Linked DNA regions of Pan troglodytes: regions 1 and 2 are each linked to region 3. A link is a contact called in public Hi-C data. All regions are on one chromosome and are shown on one strand. The core of a region is the stretch at or near the end of the contact, and the rest is flanking DNA. Distances in the headings are between cores, read along the strand shown. Region 1 holds the start of BCOR (BCL6 corepressor). Region 2 overlaps BCOR (BCL6 corepressor). Region 3 has its middle 91 kb from the start of BCOR.

Region 1 (3,940 bases), core at 562-3,061, 90 kb after region 3:
TTGGGAATCATCAGATGCTTCCAACCTGGGCTTGCCACAAGTTGAGGTCATGAGGTCTTGCTGGTCACTCCAGACCAGACTGTAAAAGAGGTGGCAGAGGCTGGGTGCAGTGGCTCATGCCTGTAATCCCAGCACTTTGGGAGGCCGAGGCAGGTGGATCACCTGAGGTCAGGAGTTCAAGACCAGCCTGGCCAACATGGTGAAACACCGTTTCTACTAAAAATGCAAAAATTAGCCAGGTATGGTGGTGCGCACCTGTAATCCCAGCTACTTGGGAGGCTGAGGCAGGAGAATCGCTTGAACCCGGGAGGCAGAGGTTGCAGTGAGCTGAGATTGCGCCATTGCACTCCAGCTTCAGTGACAAGAGCGAAACTCTGTCCCCCCACCCCCAAAAAAGAGGTGGCAGAAACCCCAGCCTTATAATCAAGATAGGGTCGTAACTTGGAGAATATATACATTTTCATTTCTCCATTAATAATCATAGGAACATGAGCAAAAATAGATAACTATGAGGGTAGGGAAAGAAAAAAGGAAGGAGTGAGGGAGGGAAGGATAGTAGTCAATAGATATTGGATGGATCAAATTGGAAAGGAGAAAGTTCACATTCAGGTAACATGAAGTGGAATTTGGCCTCATTTCAGGTTGCCCAACTAGTAACACAGGATAACTGGTAAGGTTTAGAAAATGAAGTAGGGACAGGGGAGATTTTCTAAACTTTACCCTACTTACTCCCACTATATGGTATGAACATCTATTCTACTGAGCTATCTAAATATAAGTGTTTTTAATGCATCCTTTCTTGGGCCACGAGAAGGAGTAGGACAGTACAGAGCACCAGTGGCAGCTCTTCAAATCACAGATGTGGTCCCACTGACTGGGATCGCGGAGCTGTCGGTTAAAGTAGATGGCTGCCTACACTTCGAGATGCAACCTCACAGCTGGTGAGGGTTGAAGCCAGTTGCACAGGGTGGTCCGTGAATTCAAAAATAACCACAGAGATATAAGCCACGTTCCCCCGAGCCCCCACCAGCGGGTAGAAGGGAAGCCAACGAACCACGTTTGGCGGGTGTACCCTCCTCCCCTGCTGCTTATGTGTTTAGAATCACATCAATTGCAGTTCCAGGCTGCCTGACCCTGAGCAGAATCCTACAGAACAGGAACAGGGTTGGGAAAAAATGGCCGAGACCAAGTAGAAGCTGCTTTGGCTATGTGCCCCAGCAAGTTCAAATGACTACCAGGGTGGTTGGCTAGGGGATAGGGGTAGGAGGTTAATATATTTTTGAATAAGAGTTTCCTGTTACCTGCGAACACTCAAAAAACAGCTAGAGGTTTTTATTCCTCTTAGGAAGAACAATGGTTAGGGCTGTTTTCTCTCATCACTTGTCATCAATGATTCTGTCAATCATTTATTCTGACACCCATTCATTCCACAAATATTTATTGAGTGCCTACTATATGCCAGCCACAATGTTACACGCCAAATATACAGCTCTCAAGCAAACACTGGGTTTTGTAGACAGGTTTGTACTGTGGATACCAAGGCATGCACTGTAACATACTTACAGCATGTTTAACCACCCTGAACTCAGAGACCTGGGTTCAAATCCTCACTAAGTCACTTACTTAGCTGAGTAACTGAGCTTTACCCAGTTTTACACGACTGACCTTTCCCTATGCCTCAGTTTCTCACTCTGTAAAGTTGGAAGGCTTGTGAAGAACTTAGCACAGACCACGGGAGTAGGAGCTACCATTATTATTTAGCACAGTCCTCCACCCCAGCTCTGCCTGGTGCCACAGTCCACCGCTTGGTGGTATTTCCGAAGCTGGCCAGGCCCTCTGCTGCTGACCCTGGAAATCGGGTCACACTAGACAAGGCTGCATGTGCGGGGAGAAGGCGGGGGGGCTCCTTTGCACGCGGCTGCTCGCGTTTCCCCAAGGCCTCCAAATAGTCTAAAAACTCACCTCGGAGGAGGAGAAAGAGCGTGAAGTGGCTCTTTCGATCTGAGACACCCCCTCCCGGAGAACTCGCCCCCTCCCCCCCAGCCCAGAGCGGAGTGAAATCTTAGAAGCCGTGGCTGCTGGGTTTGAACGGAATGCCGGAGTCAGTGGAAGACGGAGCTGGTCGGCCCGAAGGTCAGCGAGTTGTTTTGAGTTCTCCTACCCGGAAGGTAGGGGGTGGGGTGGGGTGGGGAGCAGGGAGTAGAGGACGCCAGGGCCCCCGAGAGACCCCGCGTCAGAGCAAAAATTGTTTGTGCTCCGGAACAGGCAGCTCAGCGGAAGCCGCGACGGGGGCGGGTCACGTGCGGCGGTGGCGGCGCAGCTGGCGGGGGAGCCGGGCTGGGACAAGGGCCGGGCCGGGCGGGGGTGGCGCGGGGCGGCGGCTCTCGCAGCCGAAGGTGGAACCGGCTGACTCTGGGCGCTAGGAGCGAGCGGCTCCCCGAGCCCGGAGCGAGGGAGGCGCGCGAGTTATGGAGGGACCGGTGTGGGAGCCAGGGCGCGCGGAGCTCCGCGTGGTGCGGCACGGGCGGGACGAGGAATCGTTGGGGGGCGGGGGCAGGGACACGGAAGCGGGCTCCCGGGGCGAGAGCGGAACCGACGCGGAGGCTGCGCGGGCGTCTGAACCCCAAGAATGGAGGCGCCGCTCTTGTAGTCGCCGGCCTTGTTTTCTTCTTGCACGCAAATCCCGGAACGACCGGAACCACCATCCCCGCCTGCGTCCCAGGGGCGCCCCATTACGCATGGCGGGGGGGCCCGCGGGGCTACTCCGGGAGGGGATCCGTGAGGCCGAGGCCGGAGAGGGCTGCGAGGTGGCTCGCGGGGGTGCAAGCCGGAGCGGGGCTACACACCACACAAACAGCCTCCCTTTCCCCCGGAAGAGCGGGCGAGGGAAGACGCGGGCTAGCTCTGGGGGCTCCCCAGGACTGTGGGAGCCAGGCGAGGACCGCAAGGCGGAAGGGAGTGCTGCAGACAAACCATCGGCCCCACCTGGAAGACATTGGTGGCCTCGTGGCCGGTGGTGAACGGTCTCACGCTTCCCCAAAGTGGCGTGCGCTACTCTAGCGTGGGAGGGAAAGGACACAAACTTGGCCATCTGCCAGAACCCTTGAAGACGCCTGTCTTTGGTGTCCCTCCGCCCCCCGCAGTGGCCCGAAATGTACTCTCCCTCCCGTAGTCCACGAGGTTGAGGTCCGAAGCCTGGAAAAGTAGGGTAGCGTGGTCTGGCCTCGGACGGGAAACCCACCCACGTTCTTCTGAGGTGCCACGCGGGGAAGGCGCGGAACAGTCTTCTTGCAAAGTTTCCCGCCCCTCACCCCAGTCGAGTAAGGGCGGCTCTTCCGGAGGTGGGGGCGGGGAACGGTCTCGTAGCGGGGAGTGGTGCTAGTTCCTCTTCCCTGCGACCGCTCGGGCCGCCTGCGCGTTCGCGTCCCCAGACGCTGCACCCCAGTTTGCTGCAACGTCTGCTCGGAGTCGCGGTAGCGGGTGCTGCGCGGAGTCTAGGACGACGCGAGACGCCATTTGCATCCCCCCTCCCTCCTGCAGGTTGGCGGGGGCAGCGGTGTCGCCCGCCGCGGAAGCGTATTCCTGGCAGTGACACTGATTAGATGCTGTGTCGATACGTGCACAGAATCGGGGTGGGCCTTCACCTCTCGTGTGCGCACACACTTTCTGTTGGAAAAGTTGCGATATTTTTTCTCTCCCTCTCGCCGCACAGCTGCTGTCTCCCGGGCGGAATTAGGCGACCACGTTTGCTCAACCCGAAGGAGAGAGGATCGCGCGGGCGCTGGGCGGCCGCCGGGCCCGGGCCGCGAAAATCCAGCCCTGGCTTTGCGTCGAGCTGCTGAGTGCCGCGCTTACGCGCGCGGGGCCAGCCGGGGCCTGGTTTCCATCTGCCCCTTTTGCCTCCGTGTTAAGTTCGCCGGGGAAAACCCAACGATCCGTG
Region 2 (4,228 bases), core at 1,343-3,842, 110 kb after region 3:
TTAGCTCGGGTGGCCAGGGAGCCTCAGCTGCACCCACCTCCTGCCCGGTCCAGTCCCGATGCCCCTCCCGGGAAGCGCGGTAACCTTAAACGGCACGACAGGCGGCTGGCCGAGCTGGTTCGGTGACGACTCCCTGGAGACAGCGGCTTCGAGCAGCAGGCCCCATCTGCAGCGCAGCTGAACGAGTTAAGCTGCCCCAGGCGTGAGCGTACCAGGCTGGGGCCTGGACAGGAGAGAACCGGCGGGGGGCCCCGGGCCGCCTCAGCCCTAGGATTTCCAAGTTGCAGGGGGAAAGGTGAACCTGACTCCCCTCCCGAAGGGCTGCGTGGGGGGCTCAGAAGACTCCTGTCAGGGGTTGGGGAGGCGCCTCGAAGCGGGGCCCAGAGTGAGGCTGCTGAAAGGGGGCCTGGGAGGTAGGCGGTGCGCCCTCGAGGCCACCTGGTCAGTAAAGGCGCTTCTGTGCTGTACAAGCAAGACAGCAGTTGTAGCACCCGACCCTCGGGCTCCAGTGGCCCACGGTGCAGGCGGGCAGGGGAAGAGTGGCTCTGCGCGCAGCCCCGGGTGCCCTAAGGTTACCTCCTCATCCCCTGCCGCTGCTGTGCCGCCCCAGCCCTACCCCCGCCCCGAAAAAACCCGGCCGCGCGGGCCAGAGCCTAAGCTGCACGGGCTCCTGACCCCGGCTCGCCAGGCTCAGCCCAGTCCGACCCCGCCTCGGCTTCACAAAGGCCACGTGCGGCCAGGGCCGACAAGGAACGACCACGACTCTCAGATCTTTAATTACGCTAGGAGTCCTTACCCTTCCCCCCAACCCATCGCCGGCTTCCAGCCCTTTAATCAATTTCACGATATTAAATATTAATTTCCTGCCAGCCACGGTTTCTCGGAGGAGGGGGAGGGGATGGGCAGGGCAGCTCCGAGGCTGGAATGGCTTTGCAGGGTGTGACCACGACAGCAGGGCGCGGAGGACGCGCGGACTCCTAAGTGAGCTGTGCCCAGAACTCGGAGCCACTGGGTTTTCGCTCTGTAGCTGGGGAACTTGGAGAGTTATGAGCGCCTGGGTGCAGGCCTCCAGGAGGGGCAGCGAGGTGCGCGGAGAGTCCGGGTGTGCTGGGCGACCGCCTCCTGCTCCGCGCGCCCCCCCTCCCCACCCCAGCCGCGAGTCAGCCTCACGCGGGCCCGCGGCGCGCTGCGATGATGGATCGCGCCTGGCGGGGGTGATTTGGTGTTGATCGCACATTATCACTGGCAGGTTGGACTGGTTGCTGATGGACGACTTCTAGCGGCGGCGGCAGCAGCGTCTTCAGACACCGCGCTGGGACTCGCTCGCTCGGCGAGGGTCTTTCCCCCCCCACACCCCCTCCCTACTTCCAGGCGCCAGGAGGGCCTGGGAGTCCGAGTGGGGTCTCCTCGCGTCCAAGGCCGCCCGCTCCTGTCTGGGTCCGGGTGTGGGCTGTTGGCTGGGTGAGGAGAGGAGCCAGGACGCCTCTCCCACTTCCTCCCACTCCTCCTTCCCTTGCCGCCTGCTCCCCACCCCCTTCCTGCTTCCCCACCGAAACCCGGAGGCCCTGGGTCACTCCGCGGGTGATATCCACGCCGCCTGACCCTGGCCGCGGGGGTGCGGACTCCTCTGCTCCGCAGCCCCCGACCCTCTCCCCCGGTCGCAGCAGCCGCGGCACTGCGGTGCGCCCCTTCTCGCCTCTTTTTCTAAAGTGCCTGCAGATACAAAAGCGGTTTCGTAATGCCTTCCGTCTGCGAGAGCCGGAGGACCTTGGCTGACCTTTCGGAAACTGATTGCAACTGCCTGTTAACAGCCCGTACTGACCGCACTGAGCGGAGCGGAGGACAATCATTTAAGTGACAGACGGCGAGGTGGCCCCGGCTCAGTCGAGCGGCCTGGTTAAGCCCGCCCCGCCCCTCCCCCGACCCCCTCCCCTCCCGCAGCTACTCCCCCAGCCCCGGGCGCACTGCGGGCCGCGGCGGGCGCTCGGGCAGGCGGAGAGGACGCGCGCGCGCGTGCGTGTGTGTGTGTGCGCGCGTGTCCACGATTACCGGCCGACGGGTTAACCCTTTGCCGAGCAGCCGGTCCCTTTGAGGCCGGGCGCTGCCGGATTAATCTGCCATCTGCAAAAGAGGAATAACAGGGCCGTCTCCGCCGACTTTCCCTAATGGGTAAACTGTACCCTCTTAGCGTGACCCACGCTGCGTCCCTGCTGCTGCCAGGGAAAGATCCGGACCCTTGGCTCTTCTGCCGCGGCCCTGGGTCCCCTCCCTGCACTCCCCTTCCTCTGCACAGACACAGACACAAGGAACAGCACGAGGGGTCCAAAGGCTCCCAGGGGCTCGCGGTGCAGTGGACGTGGGTGTTCCCGGTGTTTTCTATTTTGGAAACTGGAGAAAGGTGGGGTAGGGGGGACGTAGCGAAAAGCCGAGGTGGGGGAGGGGAGGCTGGTGACAGGGCACCTCGGGCTTCGCTCGCTCCCTCTCTCGGGAGAGATCGCCAGCTGCTCTCCAACAGGCAGCGCCCTGAAATCTATTTAAAGAGAGGGAAAGGGGAGGAGAACAAAGGGGGAGGAGGGGGACGGCGAGCGGAGCCTGGGCGAGAGCGAGCGAGCAGGGAGGATCCGCCGCTCCGCGGGCACATCAAGCGCTCACATCTGTACACTCCGCGATCGATGGGGAGAATGGATAATATTTGTCAGCTGCAGACCTTTCTCTTCCCGGTTCCTGGGGAGGGGAGGGGGCGAGGAGGGGGAGGGGCGGGCAGGCCAGGCGAGAGAGGCCGCCTCAAGGACAGCGCGCTTCCCGCTGCAGCCACACGGAAACCCAGAGCCATGAAAGCCGGGGGATTTTTCTCTTATTATCATTATTAATTATTTTTTATTATTCCAGAGCAGCCCGCGAACGCTCGGTGGCGCCCCTCCCCCGCCGCCTCCCTTTGTTGATTCTCAGCTGCTAGAGCGGCGGGCCCGAGCCGCCACCGCCGCAGAGCACGATCTGCTCTTGCGCCCTCGGTCGCAGCTGCGGCCCAGGAAGCCGGGGCTGCGTCGCCGCCCCCTGCCCCCCACGGCGCGGCAGCCCTCGCACCCCCTCCTCGCCTCCCGCCACGAGGCCAGCCCTGCCTCTCCACTGCCTCTCGCTGCGGCTCCGAGTCCCCAACGCAGAGCAGAGGCACTGGCTGCTGCGGCCCCGAGCTTCCGGCCGCGCGGGGGCCTTTGCCACCCCCTAACCCCCGCAGCTGCACTCTGATGCCGCCGGCCTCACACATGGTCTTCATTTTGCACACTAGCGGCGTGCTTCCTCTCAGCTCCTCTCCTCGGGGCTTTTCGGAGCGAGGAGGGAGGTTTAGAGGAAGTTAGAAACCCAGCGAGCCCAGGGGAAAGGGGGAAAACCCTCGCTCTTAGTCTCAGCTTCCGAGGCAGAGGGAGCGCCCCGCGGGGGGTGGGGCAGAGTCTGGGTGCCCTCCCCTTCCTTGGATGCAGGAAAGGTTAAGTGAGGGGTGGCGGTCGGAGGAGCGACAGATTTGCTTTTGCTCATCCACATGCCTGCTCAGACCGGCCTGGGTATCACTGACCCGGCACCCTCGGAACGGCAGAACCCGGATGGGAGCAGATCCGCCAAGCGGTCATCAAACAAGACCAAAGACATTTCAGCTGTCCCCTACCCTCGGGCGAGGGTGGGGGTGCCCCCTGGGTCTTTGCTTCCTCGCGCACCCCCAGGTTGGAAGGCCAAAGCCGACGCCTCACAGACCGGGGGTCCGGGCCCCCTCTCTAGGGCGGAGGTGTGCAGAAAGCTCTAGTGCGAGTTTACTTGCGGCCTGGCTACCCCCTCCCCCCCCGCTGTCCTGCGATTCCGGGCCAGCCTGCGGCGGCGTCCCCGACTGCTCCGCGGTCCTGGGCAGGGCAGGAAGCTGGCACGGCCGACGGCTGGGCAGGCGCCACTTGGCCGGGCAGGCTGCTCGCTGGAACTCGCGCGGCACCTTCGCGCCGAGTCGGGTTCCTGGGTCTCCAGCCCGGTCACCCTGAGCGGTTTCACCCCCCACTTTGACCATCGGCCTCCCTCGGAAGTCTCCCTGTCTCCTCCCGCCCTCTCGGCTTTTCCCTTCCTCATTCTGTCTCGGGAGCTCCTTAATGCAGTCAACCGCCCTTCCCGAGATTCAAAAAGAAGTTTTGTGTTTCCCCGGGGGCAGCCGCCTAATGCTTCCCTTGTTTTCCGGAACAAAGCAGACATT
Region 3 (3,976 bases), core at 983-3,482:
CCACAAACCTAGACCAGCAGTTCTCAAACCTTTAGGTCTTGGGACTCCTTGACTTTTTTATTTATTATTGAGGACTCCAAAATGCTTTTGGTTATATTGGTCTTGTCAATATTTCCCACATTAAAAATGAAAACAGGAACATTTTTAATATTTATATATTAATTGATCTAAAAATAACAATTATGAATATATTACATGTGTAGTGGGCAGCCTCTAAGATGGTGCCCAGTAATTCCCACCTTCTGTCACCCACACCCTTGAGTAATTCCCTCCCCTTGAACGCTAGCTGGACTTACAGACTCACTCCTAATAGATCTATTGTCCTATAGGGATGTGGCTTCCAAAATTGGATTACAAAAAGACTGTGCCTTCTGTCTTGGGTGCCCTCTTTTCTCTCTCTAGGAGGAGCCAGCTGCCTTGTCACGAGGCAGCCCTGTGGAGAGGGCCTCGTGGCAAGAAACCCAGGCCCGCCAGCAGCCACATGAGTGAGTCTGGAGGTGGATCTTTCCCCGGCTGAGCTTTGAGATGCTCCTACCCCTGGAACACACCCTGATTAGTCTCCTAAGAGACCCTGAGCCAGAACCACCCAGCTAAGCTGCTCCCAGATTCCTGACCCACAGAAACTGTGAGATAATAAATGTCTGTTGTTTTCAGCCACTAAGTTTTGGGGGTAACTTGTTACACAGCAATGGATAAAATGCATGGTAACATCGATAGCACAATTTTATTAAAAAATAACCGTATTTTCCAAAACAAACAAAAAAGTTTAGGGAGAAAAGTGGCATCGTTTTTACATTTTTGCAAACCTCTTTAATATCTGGCTTAATTGAAAACAGCTGCTTCCTCATAGTGGCTTGGGCATCCAATGCGTTGTGATACATTGTTTTGGTTGAAGAAAATCCAGCCTAATGGAGCTTTGCAGTTAGAAAAGGACAGTCTGAAAAGGACTCAGGGAACCACAGGGATCCTCAGACCACACTTTGGGAACTGCTGACCTAGACAATCATAGACCCCAAAAGATTCTAATTCTAGGGCCCTCACTTCCCAATCTTGGTTTCCTGTTTGGGACCTTTGCCATTTCTCCAGGTGCCCAAGTGACTTAGTGGTGATGGAGGCCACCCAGGAGGTCTGATCCCCTGCCAAAAAGGATAAGTCCTCTGAGGCCTAAAAGCAGAAGACACTGATGAACTAACCCTCAGTCTTGGCTGTGTCATGCCCAAGATGTCACACAGAGGGGAAAGGATGCCTCTGACATCCAAGGTGAAGGTTGAGGCATCTGGAGTCGGGGAGGGCAGGGGAGCTTGTTCTCTGCGCATTGACAGCTTCCGGGACACTGGGGTTTGCCAGATCCACGGGGATTTCCCCCTCTCCTTCCCTTTCCTGCGCGTGTCCCACTACCCCCACCCCCCCGTGAAGTTTAGGGCCTGTTTTCAGCCGGAGCCGGTCTAATTTTCGCTGCCTAGTTGGTCAGAGAAACGCACGCAGCTGTAGCAAAGCATAAAAATAGCTTCCTCCGTGACCAATTTCTTCCCACTTCCCTTTCTCTCTCTCCATGCTCGCCTCCCCGTCCCCACCTTCTGTGGAAGCAGGAAGGTCCCTGGAGGGTGCCAGCACTATTGAGACATGCCATGCGCCCCGGCTTCCCTCCCAAACAACACATGTTCCTGATTCTATTTTGCCCTGGTCCCCCGCAGGCTCGCACAGGCTTCCCTGGGGACCGGGCGTTGTCAGATGGATCCCCGCGGGCCCAGTGTCCGTCCACCTCGCTGGGCAGACTTCCTCTCCCGCGCACAGCCCCCCAGACATCTGCACGCCGAGTGCTCGTCAGCGGCACTGGGATCTGGGGTCCCAGCCTAGCCCGGAGCCAGCCAAAGGCCTGCCCGCGAGGGATCCGGATCTTCTGGCACCTTAGAGGTTAAATGGGAAGCCTCCAGCTGGAAGGAAAAAACGCCCCGGTGCTATGCGCGGAGGCTCCAGGCGGTGTCCCCAGCGTCCCGGGCTTCCTCTGCGCCGGGCGGCTGCGCGTCCCGGAGGCGTCCGCGGCAGAAGATGGAATCCGAAAGTGGGCATTCGTCTTTCTAGTTTGGAAGCAGGAGAAGACAATCAAACCTGCAGCAGCTCAGCTCCCCAACGCGAAGGTCTAGCCAGCCTTGGGCAGGGGAGCGTTTCTAGAAATGTCTACACCCGGAGCCACCGGCGGGAACCAGGAGGGCGGGGTATGGCCCGGACCTGCCCTGCCTCTCTTCCCTGAGCCTTTGGGACCATGCGGGAGAGAGGACAGGCCACCTATCGTATTTCAGGAGTGGCTTGTAGGGTCCAAGGGCCGTTTGCCTCCCTCTACTGCAGTTTGGAAACAGAATAAACCGCCCCAGCAAAACCCGGCGAACTTGTCCAAACCACACAAAAGTTCAAACCACACAAACTCCAACTGGGCACCGACGCAGGACTGGCTTTATCTGTCCGCAGAGGGCTTTGCTCTGCCTCGCAATTGATTAGGGCTCCTGAAAACCACTGAAACAGTTTATCTCACCCACCCAGCCTCAAGCCCCCTGATGGGCTGGAGTGGAGCCTGGATTGTTCTGGCAGCCAACCCCAGCCCAGCTTCCACCCAGCTTGGCGGCCCCCTGGGCCACCTGCCTGGTTCCTCACTCCACAGAGGGTCCCCATTTTGTGGCAGAAAATCGAATGACAGCAAGAGGGTGAGATGGGAAGATGAGGGAGTTGGATCTATGAGGGGAGAGAAGCATTCTGTCCACTGAACAGGGTTGGGGGGCTTTCCAAGATCCCCCCTTTACTTTCACACCCTTTCTCCAGTTCTGTTCCTCTCCTTTCACGGCACCCAGCGCCCTTCTGCACGGGTGGCCCAGTCCTCCAAGCCCAGCCTTGTCTTTTGAACTTCTCCCCAAGCAACCTGTCCCTGTACAATTTACATCCTCTCAGTTGTTTTCTCTGGAAACTCTTAACTCAGGCAGCCAATACCATGGCCATGAGAACATTCTTCACCACAGAAAGCAAGATCCTTTGTCAGCCTGTTCTTCATGGGAGGGGAAGGGAAGGTTTTGTAAATATCACGTGGAGATTAACTGGGGGAGGAGTCAGGAATTAAACAACGTGCTTTTTTTTTTTTTTTTTTTTTGAGACAGAGTCTTGCTTTGTCACCCAGGCTGGAGTGCAGTGGCACCATCTCTGCTCACTGCAACTTCCGCTTCCCGAGTTTAAGCGATTCTCCTGCCTCAGCCTCCCAAGTAGCTGAGATTAGAGGTGCACGCCACCACGCCCAGCTAAATTTTTTTGGGGGGGGCGGGGACGGAGTCTTGCTCTGTTGCCCAGGCTGGAGTACAGTGGCGCAATCACTGCAACCTCCACCTGCCGGGTTCAAGCAATTCTCTTGCCTCAGCCTTCTGAGTAGCTGGGACTACAGGCGCATGACACCACCCCTGCTAATTTTTGTATTTTTAGTATAGACAGGGTTTCACCATGTTGGCCAGGCTGGTCTCGAACTCTTGGCCTCAAGTAATCTGCCTGCCTCTGCCTCCTAAAGTGCTGGGATTATAGGTGTGAGCCATCGCACCCAGCTAATTTTTGTATTTTTAGTAGAGACGGGGTTTCACCGTGTTGGCCAGGCTGGTCTGGAACTCCTGACCTCAAGTGATCCACCCACCTCCGCCTCCCAAAGTACTGGGATTACAGGCATGAGCTACCACGCCCAGCCTAAACAGTGCACTTCAACACGAACTAGTAACGATCATGGTGGAGCACAGTCACAGACGGGGGAGGATCTCTGGCAGCTGACCTTCTGGGCTCACACCAGGAAGCCTGTCACCTTTCCCAGCTGCCTGTGCCATGCCTGTGGTGCCAGTCATTGCTCTAATGGTAGGCAGGGAGGCAGAACTCCCCCTGAATAAGTACAAGGACCTGATGAGCCTTTGAAAGCAGGCGACCCACTCAATCTGAATTCTTTCAGGTTGTTTCCTGC

What was found. Hi-C and Micro-C count contacts between places; a contact is called where the count stands out from the background.
Region 1: a contact with region 3 is called in a Hi-C map of stem cell-derived neural progenitor cells, with 4 times the contacts expected there. The contact joins the promoter of BCOR here to the enhancer-like site in region 3. A contact is called at or near these places in 3 of 7 Hi-C or Micro-C datasets (induced pluripotent stem cells and stem cell-derived neural progenitor cells) and 1 of 1 datasets of contacts at active chromatin or transcription factors (stem cell-derived excitatory neurons).
Region 2: a Hi-C map of stem cell-derived neural progenitor cells shows a contact between it and region 3, with 3 times the contacts expected there. The contact joins two enhancer-like sites. A contact is called at or near these places in 3 of 7 Hi-C or Micro-C datasets (induced pluripotent stem cells and stem cell-derived neural progenitor cells) and 1 of 1 datasets of contacts at active chromatin or transcription factors (stem cell-derived excitatory neurons).

The regions. Positions count from the first base shown.
Region 1 is chrX:40,601,400-40,605,339 of NHGRI_mPanTro3-v2.0_pri, reverse strand. It overlaps BCOR (BCL6 corepressor), which reads left to right and starts at 1,811. Exons shown (of 15, transcript XM_016947534.3): 1 at 1,811-2,133.
Region 2 is chrX:40,578,920-40,583,147 of NHGRI_mPanTro3-v2.0_pri, reverse strand. All of the region lies in intron 1 of BCOR (BCL6 corepressor), which reads left to right. Among named protein-coding and RNA genes, the nearest start is that of BCOR, 22 kb to the left of the region's middle. Within about 2 kb of position 2,592, at least 12 of the 24 cell types and tissues checked have an H3K27ac peak or open chromatin away from gene starts, as enhancers often do. A contact at or near this core is called in stem cell-derived excitatory neurons and stem cell-derived neural progenitor cells, where this site is marked.
Region 3 is chrX:40,692,262-40,696,237 of NHGRI_mPanTro3-v2.0_pri, reverse strand. No RefSeq gene overlaps it. Among named protein-coding and RNA genes, the nearest start is that of BCOR, 91 kb to the right of the region's middle. Within about 2 kb of position 2,232, at least 13 of the 24 cell types and tissues checked have an H3K27ac peak or open chromatin away from gene starts, as enhancers often do. A contact at or near this core is called in stem cell-derived excitatory neurons and stem cell-derived neural progenitor cells, where this site is marked.